2 separate regions of the Ovis aries genome follow, and region 2 is linked to region 1. A link is a contact called in public Hi-C data. All regions are on one chromosome and are shown on one strand. The core of a region is the stretch at or near the end of the contact, and the rest is flanking DNA. Distances in the headings are between cores, read along the strand shown.

Region 1 (4,759 bases), core at 889-3,388:
ATATATTTGCCTAAATGTAAAATGTAAGTATTCGTTAAGCTCTACATTAGATATGTATGAGGGGAAAGTTTGGGCCATTTGTTAAAAATTATCACCACTGGCAATACATTTTATGCCTTTGAAGGGGTTTGGACATATTAGCACAATAGCCTGAAATATAATCTTCTATTTTCTCCTCCAGGATACTACACAAAAGCAACACAGAATAGAGGGAGGGAAGGGTGAACATTTCAGTATATTTAGGAGAGAAGGAACCCACAGATTTAAAAACTATATTATGCTTCTGAAAGCCACTAGGAGTGGTTCAGAAACATGCAGAGGTAAGTACAGGATCCATGTGTTCCCACATCACACAAAATGACTAACATTACTAAATACATCCAGACCTGTCTACATGCCCAGCCTCTGGTCTGTAAGCTTTACATAAATCAGTGTCTTTAAACATTACCTCCTACCTATGAGATAAATACTCTCTTAGAAATGGGGCACAGAAGGATAAAGTAACCAAGACAAAATAGTTCAACAGTAAATGGAGAAAGAAGGATTTAAATCCAGGCCTTTGGGCTTCAGTGCCCACACTTATCAGCACTGAGACAGGTTGACTATCCTATAGCAGATGTGCAAGATAACACTATTCCATGATTTCACCGGCAAAGGATTAAAACAACCGAAACGACACTCCCAGGCCACTGTTGGTGTGCTATGACATCTAGTCAATGGAAATAACAGATCATGAAGTAGTTCAAAATACAAGATGGAATGATTTCTGAGATGATGATTAAATAGAAAAGCCAAGTTCAAAACCCCATGGACAGTATGTTGTCCTTTGTAGGAGGAAAATATACATACATACATATTTAAAACACAGAAAACATTTCCACAATAGTACACAAGAAACTGGTGCCCACAACTGATGCTGAAACAATGGAAGAGACGGAAGATTCACTTTTTACTACAAATCTTTTTCTAGTTTTTGAATTCTGAACATGGTCATATCTATGTTTTTAAGGCAAACTCAAAAACAAAGATCATTTGAAGAGAATCATGGTGAAACGGTTTCCAACCTAATTCCCAGTAGAAAGGGTAAGTAGAATATTCTGGGATAGACTATATGAGAAAAGAATCTTAAAAAGGATGAATACATGTATATATATAACTGAATCACTTTGCAGTACACCTGAAACTGACACATTGTAAATCAACTATATACTTCAATTAAATTAAAATTTTTAAAATAAGTCATCTTAAAACTAAAAAAGAAAAAGAAAGGAAGGAAGGGTGAGTAGACAAAAAGGGATCAGAACAGTCTTTCTGACAATTTTCTATTCATTCTATAGAGAGAAGTGAATAACTTCCTCCAATTTTTCATAATAGAGATTCTGAAATGCTTAGAACTAAGAAAGAAAAACAAATTACACCATTCACTTTCTTCAACTCAGACATTTGTTTCTTAAAATGCAGTGGACACGTAGCAATAAAGAATTCTTCGTGTAGCTGGCAATAAAAGGTGTTTCAATGCTTGGGCTTGGGGTGTGCATGAGAGCACGTGAGAAATCCCTAAAAAATAAAGATGACACAGGTAGAGACCCGGCACAACCGTGGTGTGGCCAAAATAGAAGTGGGCATGTCACCTCCATGCCACTAAAGAAGCGGAGTCGCTCATGTCCTACAAAGCATGCAAGGCATCTTGCTTTGCCAAATTTAACCAGGGACATTATTTTTAAGTTACTATAATTAGTTCACATTTGTCTATGAATCAGCCTTTATGAGGCAATCGTATCTAAGCCCCATCACATGAAACCTGAGGCGACATCATCTCTGTTTATTATTTTGAAAAGAAAGAAAGGGTGCCAAGTTTCCTGCAACACCCAACTCAAACCCTGAAATTTGGAGGACAGAATGTCCTGTTGTCTATGTTTGAAGATAGGAATATATTTTCATCTAATACATCAGTCCCAGGTTCAGCTGGCAACAGGAAGGAACTGAATTCCAGAGGTCAAAAATAGGACTTGAGTATTAAAGCACCTTTCAGTGCTCATATAGGATCCTATTTATGTTTTAACCCCTTCCACTGCGGCAGTTCTAAGAAGTGCTCATGCTTGTGAACAGACATGAAAACATTTCAATCTAAAGCTCTCTGCCTACAGATTGACAAGAGATTGGCAAATGTGAGCATTTTAAAGCTATTTTTACATTCCCTGATCCACGGCTTTCATAATTAAGTTTCTCACAAAGAATGAAGAGTTTCAACAGCAAATATAAAGGCAAGGGAAGGGGGAGTGTTCCTGTTTAGCCAGGGCTTCTGCTGAATGAAATGGCTCATGAAATCAGGTACATAAATACAGTAGGATCTCCAAAAGGAGCCCAGCCAGGGAGCAGGCAACACTAAGGCAGTGAGCATCCGGAAGAGGTTTAAATGGGCAACATTAAGTCCCAGAAACAAACTGGAGGCTCAATGCTGTAATTCACAGAGAACATCAGTTAGCAGCATGGCAGGAACCACAGCATGTTTGAGTGAGGCCAGGAGGTGCAGGAGAGAGATAGCTGCTATTCACCTGTCTAGAAATTATACTGAAGTATTAAAATTTGCATGTACATCCATGTATCCTTGACAAATACATATAGATGTACCATATGCTCTTTTATGGCAAAGACCATGGGTTCCAGTTTTGATATTTACCAGCCAGATTCACTTTTAACCCAAAAGAATTTTATTTTTTCCCCTCAAACATAACAAAAAAAAAAACATAAGCAACAGGGAATGATATGTGCCCTGTCTAACCTCACAGGAATTCTATAAGAACTCAAGTGAAATAGTTTTACAGATTTTTAAAATTCACCAAACATTTATATGACCCTATATGCCAGGCACAAGGTGCTGGACAATTCTTACTTTTAACAGACTGCTGACACAGGTACTGTTATTATCCCTGTTTTAAGGATAAGAAAATAGAGGCTCAATAATGTGCTTCTGGTTGCACAACTAGGAGGTGGGATCTGAGCTCTGGCAGACTAACTCTTTCCAGGTGAGGGCTCCACAGGTAGCTCAGTGGTGAAGAATCTGCCTGCCAATGCAGGAGACGTGAGTTCGATCCCTGAGTCAGGAAGACCCCTGGAGGAGGAAATGGCAACCCACTCCGGTATTCTTGCCTGGAAAGTCCCAGGGGCATAGGAGCCTGGCAGGCTATAGTCCACGGGGTCGCAAAGAGTCAGACACGATTCAGCAACTGAGCACACACGTGCAGCCTGAGTCCCTAGTACGTGCTGCTACACACCGTACTACGTAGCCCATCATAATTATCATGAATTCCTTCCCTTAATCCCAGTTTCACAAATGAGGAAAAGAATGCTCAGAGGTTAAGTCACAAGCAAGCCAATATCATAAAGAATGCATGGCAAGGAGCCAGGATTTGAAATTGGGTCTGTGCCTCTCCGGACCCTGCACTTTCTTTTTTTTCTTTTTATGACACAAGGTAAGGAGATCTTGGTTCCTGGAGCAGGGATCAAACCTGTGCCCCCTGCAACAGAAGCTCACAGTCCTAACCACTGGACTGTCAGGATAGTCCCCAGACTCTGCACTCTTACTGAAGTTAAAAAATTTCAGTCCACAAATATTTATTCTGAAACTCCTGTGTTCTAACACACTTCTTTAAAATGGTAAGGAGGTGGTGGTGGAACCGAAAGGCTTTTGTTATCACCTAGTACTAAACTAGCCCCACCCACGCTCACCAAGTCCAGACGCTGCTCACAGCAGGTGCCCAGCAATAGCTGATGCCACTGAGGATGAAGATGACGACAGGAGTATTTCAAGTGTTGGCATATAGTTTCAAAGGGGAATTAGACTCAACCTGGAGAGGAAAAAGCCCTACAGGTCAGAATGCTGACAGTTATTAAGATGAACAGGTGTGACCGAGCTAACAGGTGGGACCTTTGTAGGTACTTTGTTAATTCCTACTCAGCTTTCAGCTGCAGAAGCCGGCTGACCAACTCATCCTGATTCTCCCTGGACTTCCCTAGTAGGCTCATGTCACCCTGGAGGGGTACATATCAGGTTGGCCTTCCACCCGGACACCCCTGGTTCCAGCACAGGTGCTTGCAAATAAAAGGCACTCACTCACACTGTGGATCAGATGCATGGAAGGAGCAGTGCTTTATTACTCCCAGCGCGCTCGCACTCCACAAGAGTTGCCAAGCAGCAGTTCCCACACGGCAAAAGGACGATGTGAGAATCATTTTAATTAGCACTTTCATTGTTTGTATGCAAATGTACATTCCTTAAAAAAAAACGAGCCCTTTATTTTATTTTTTTTAAACAAGCCCTTAAAAGAGCTCTCCCCTAGGTTGACATCCCTGAGATTTTTCTGTAAATCCTTTTACATAGATAGTGAAGAGAAACTTCAATCTAGCTTGAATCTGTAATAACGGAGTTAAGGTGCTTTTCTTTACAGGAATGACAAGCCTAAAATGAGGAAGGGGAGACACAGGCGCCAGGACAGAGCTGCTCCTTGACTTACTCATCCCAAAATAGCATGCGCCTCAGAGCACTCTTCCAATACCCGGTTCCAGAAAAGTGACATGCCCCCCCCTACCTGCATCCCCCTGGATTAGAGAGCCCTCAAAGTTATCACAAGCAAACTTTCCAACCTCCCCTTCTGTTCCCTTCCCCAAATGCCCTGCTACAAGCTCAGGCAGTCCATTCTCTCTGCTGGCCCATCCCTGGTCTGTTCCCTTCCTTTGGTTCTGACCCAGGGGCTTGGCA
Region 2 (4,868 bases), core at 1,459-3,958, 80 kb after region 1:
GATACAGCAAAGCCTCCCCCAATCACACTAATCAAGGAACAGACGAATCTGAATATCCAACAGAAGTCTGAGTCCTGGAATGTTTCTTTCATGCCATAGAGCCATACTGTGAATTTAACATCAGCTTAGCAAACAGAAAAGAATCTAGAAATGCCATCGAAAACTGTCTTGTGAATCTAAGAACAGTTATGTGTCTGGAACCCTGGAAAATAATCCACTCCTAAGTCCGCCACTTTCCCAACAAGGGCAGAGGCCCAGAGAGCAGAAGCCACAAACCCAAAGCCCAGCGCAGATCCATGACCAGATCAAAGCCAGAGGTCCTGCTTTTGGCCCAGAGGACTTTCACCAAAGCTTTTGAGACCATCCATTTCCTTTTTCAAAGAGACAGATTAAACCCCAAATTACCAGTGAGTTCTCTCTACAACAAATCTATTTCCAAATCCAGGGAAGCAGACCAGAGCTAAGTTTGGATGGCCAGATGATTACTAATACTGCCTAACAAGCTTTCTTCCCTGAACCCTGCCCATTCATTCTCTGCAGAGAAAACCCCAGACTCTGCTATCTATATGGAACTCTATTTTGGAGAAGTGGGAAGCGAAGACCTGTACAGTTCTTTGTTCTGACACTAAGAAGCATCTGCTTTCCGATAACTCCTACCTCACCTTCCAACATTCCAAGTACCTTCAGAAAAGTTCTTAGAAACTCTCCAACTAGAATAAAAGAAAGCAGGAGGTAACAGGAGGAAAGGTCCAACTGAGGGTGGGTGTGTAACAGACGATGATAATACCCTCCCAGCTCCTCACCCTAGGGGTAGAAAGCATCTCTTTTCAGCTGCTAATACCCTGCACCAGAGATAGTCACCAGAGACAGTGCTACTCAGCGCCCTCCAGCAGAGAAATGAGCTCTCTGCAACCCCTGAAGAACTAACCCTTTCCTAACCATCCATTCTAACAGTGCCCAGGACAGAGGTACCAATAGACCAATCCTCCCCAGCCCTCCCCTCCCACCAAGAGCCTGAAACATCAGAACTCTGATGGCAAGGAGCTATTTAAGGCAGCATCAAGAGGGTGGGGCAGAAAATTGCTGGCAATATCCTCCTCCTCCACCCCTCCCTCCCTCACAGCCAACAGACACAGACACAGACACACACACACACACACCCTGTGGCTCCATAGACAGCCATTAACCTCCCCTATGTCTCTAAGGTCTGGACATCTGGAGTCCCCAAACGTTCAGCATGTTTTCTCTCATTGAGGCTGCTCCACCCCCTTCTCTTCCACCACCACCAAGCCACCTTTCCAATCAAAAACACAAAATTTAATCTAGAGCTCAACAACCAAGGGGCTTGGAGATAGACAAGCCCTCCCTGGCCTTCACTTAGGAAAGAAAAAGGGCACCCGGGGTAGCGGGGGAGGGGTGATGTCAGAGGCCTGATAAGCTAGATAGGCTCCATGCTATCTCTAAATGAACCTCTCTCCTATTGATGGTGAAATCAATTCGGGCAATTTCGGCAGGTCGGCCCTGTGACAAGAGGGGCATCCCAGCGCTCAGTTTACAACAAAAATCCAAAGGCTCAGCCAGAACATGCTGGGAAAATCCAGGGTCTGGATAAAACGAGCTACACTCAATGGGATCCTTTCTGCTTTTATGTAGCAATGTAATAGCGTAATAAATTCTGTCTGCCTGAGGAAAGCATGCACTGGTGAATTTCAAAGCCATTTTAAGACAGCGGATGCACCGGGATGCAGAATTCAATAGCACATTCCCTCGTGGAAAAGAAAAAAAAAAAAAAAACGTAATGATTTCAAGCTTGTTTCCCCCTCTATCTTGAATGGCGCTAAGCGCTTATCAAGGAAGCCACCTCGGAAAGCAGCCAGAGGAGAGCCGGGGATGCCCGGGGAATCCGGAGAAAGGAGTCGCTTTCTGTTCTTCTCGGTGAGGAGCTGGCTAGCAAGAAGCTGCCAGTCACTCTGAGGGACGAAGGATGAAGAAGCATGGCCGGATGGGCAGGCTCCGGCGTCCCCGGACACACATACACACGCACCCGCTCATTCTGGCGGGTCCTAGGCCAGGCCGATAGTCCTTGCTCTCCTCCCGCCGCCCTCTCCTCCAGAGGGATGCTAATGAATGAACACACCTGAGAAGCCTCCATCCTGCCGCTCGCTCCCTCCTTCTTCCTCTGGCTGCTGCAGAGGAGCCTCTCCTCGGTAGTTTCACTTTACAGCGTAAACCCACTCGGGCTTTGATGTCTCCTCCACCCACCCATATTGCAGCCAGCCTGAAGCAGGCGGACGTTCTCCTCCTTGCAGAGGCCATGATCGCACGTACCCCCACCCACCAAAAAAAAAAAAAAAAATCTGGAATATCCCAAACCCCGGCACACTGGGAAACTTTCCCTTAAAAACTGAGGATCCACCAAGCAGGCAGGAAGGAGGGATCGACCGAGGGGGGCCACGGTTTCCCCCGCGACCACGGAGGATGCTCTGGGGGGAGGGGGTCCCCCAAGTCCTTCCAACAGCTGGCCCTTTAAACGCACCTCCTCCGAGCGTGAGACAAAGGCGCCGCCCGCGGGGGCCGGGCTGGCGCACGCCCCCAGCGCCGGTGCTGGCGATCAAGCAAGCGCTGGCCGAGGGGCGGCTGGCGCGGGCTTACCTTGCGGGTCTCCGGGCTGGCGGGCCGGCAGCGCGCGTCCTGCCCCACTCGCACTACACGCTGCAGTTGGCCCCGCTCTGTTTTTCTGGGACTCGGCGCTGACTTCACCGACACTCCGCGGCCGGCCAATGGGCTGCGGCGGCCGCCCCCTTATTAGCATGCGTCTGGAACCGTCCACTCCGGCGGCGCCTGGGAGGCGGGCGGTGCTAGGGGGCGGTGCCGGGCTCCGCAGTGACAGGAAGGGGCGTGTGCGCCAATGGGAGGCGATAAAGCGCCTCCCCGCCCCGCCTCGCTGCGTTGTGAGCCGGGCGCGCGGGCCCGCGGATCTCCGGCCGAGAACGTGCCCGCAGTCCCAGTAACCCTTTTTTGTCCTGGGAAGCCTCGGGCTGGGCTGGAAGGTGGCCCGGCGCGCCCTCTGATTCTTCTGAGAGATCATCCCAGGGGAGCTGGGAAGGAATCTTAGGCATTAAAAAAAAATAATGCTAACCTGTCTTGAGTGCATATAACTTAACCCCTGTACCCCAGTTTGCTCATTAAATGGTCTAATAACCGGTACCTATTTCGTAGGACATAGAGAAGATGAATATAATAAATGTATGTAAAGCTCTTCCCAGGTGGACTCTAGTGGTAAAGAATCTGCCTGCCAATGCAAGAGACAAAAGAGACAAAGGTTCAACCCCTGAGCCGGGAAGTTCCCCTGGAGGAACTTCAGTATTGGCAACCCACTCCAGTATTCTTGCCTGGACAATCTCATGGACAGAATCTCATGGCGGGCTACACAGTCCATTGGGTCGCAAAGAGTCCGACACGACTGAAGCAATTTAGCACACACACACTCATTCATGTAAAGCGCTTAGATGGGTGCCTGGCCGTCCGGCCGGATGTTTCTACTATCAATACACCTGACCAGCCAATATGCTTAATGCTTCCTAGTTTTTCTCTGTTTTGATCCTCATAGTCTTAGAGGAGAGTCGCTATTACCAATCCATATTTTTCAAGTGAGAAATCTGAAATGGTTTAAGTGGCTTGGTCAGGGTCACACTGGTGCAATCAGGATTTGAAGCCAGGCTCTGAGACTTCATTCATGTAATATATTATTCAGCTAGGCCCTGGGGTTACTGCCGAAAATAAAACAGACAAGCCTCCTCTGCTCATGAAGCTTCCATTTTAGTGAGGAAGACAGGCAAATAAACAAGTGAATAAATAAACAAGATTGGAGGCAATGTGTCAAGTAGTGTGAATAAAACAAAACAGGGTCATATGCAAGTGGAGAGACAAGGTCTTTGCTAGATGGGTTCAGAGATAACCTCTGTGATATCCTGACTTCTTCCAAGCCCTCTCAGTGTTACAGAAAGAAAACAGGGAATTCAAAGAGAAGCCCTCCTGCCCAAGGTCATTACCGGCAAGTAACCAGCCTGAAAGTTGCTCCTGCCACACCTAGCTTCCTGCATCCCTGGGGCATCCTTGAAGGTGGGGCAACCATCCCTTAGGCTAAACACCACTGATTTTTGTCTCTGCCCTTGGCAAGAATCTTCAGTCAAAGCATGTTCCCAGTTAGCAGACTGTGTGTGCACAGGAAGGAAAGACTTTGATGACTGCACAGTATCATGGGAAACACATCTGCTAAGGTGCTTGGATATCAAGGAACAGTGACAATTGTTTGCTGAGCACCTGCTGTCCTAGGCTGTATAAAGAAAAAAAAATTTTTTTTGAAGTCTCCTAGCTGCCCGGGAGTTTATTCTACAGTTGAATAAACAAGAAACCACTAGAAAACTTATTAATCTAAGGAGCCCCCAGTCCAAACCTCCCCCAGCTTGCACCTCATCCTGTTGCTGTGCAAAGAACATTAGGCTAGAAGTCCAGCTTCCCAGGCTCTGCTATGAACTTCCTCCACGATCTAGACGAGACAGTTCCTCCTGGGCCAGTAAAGTAATGAATGAAATAGCTAATACGCTTGTCCCTCTGTATCTCTGGGGGATTTGTTCCAGGATCCCTCTCAGATACCAAAAGCTGCAGATGCCTCAATTGCCTTATCTAAAACGGAGTAATACAAGGAATGTGGTTCCCTGGTGGCTCCAGTGGTAAAGAATGCAGGAGATGTGGGTTGGATTCCTGGGTTGGTAAGATCTCTGGAGAAGGAAATGGTAACCCGCTCCAGTATTCTTGCCTGGGAAATGCCGTGGACAGAAGAGCCTGGCGGGCCACAGTCTGTGGTG

What was found. Hi-C and Micro-C count contacts between places; a contact is called where the count stands out from the background.
Region 2: a Hi-C map of tail adipose tissue shows a contact between it and region 1, with 2.2 times the contacts expected there. The contact joins the promoter of SORBS1 here to the enhancer-like site in region 1. A contact is called at or near these places in 4 of 16 Hi-C or Micro-C datasets (hypothalamus, muscle, retroperitoneal adipose tissue and 1 more).

What each region holds. Positions count from the first base shown.
Region 1 is chr22:16,819,758-16,824,516 of ARS-UI_Ramb_v3.0, forward strand. SORBS1 (sorbin and SH3 domain containing 1) reads right to left here. Exons shown (of 33, transcript XM_060405070.1): 3 at 3,730-3,848. Among named protein-coding and RNA genes, the nearest start is that of SORBS1, 80 kb to the right of the region's middle. Within about 2 kb of position 2,139, at least 3 of the 54 cell types and tissues checked have an H3K27ac peak or open chromatin away from gene starts, as enhancers often do. A contact at or near this core is called in tail adipose tissue, where this site is marked.
Region 2 is chr22:16,899,278-16,904,145 of ARS-UI_Ramb_v3.0, forward strand. It overlaps SORBS1 (sorbin and SH3 domain containing 1), which reads right to left and starts at 2,709. Exons shown (of 33, transcript XM_060405070.1): 1 at 2,653-2,709.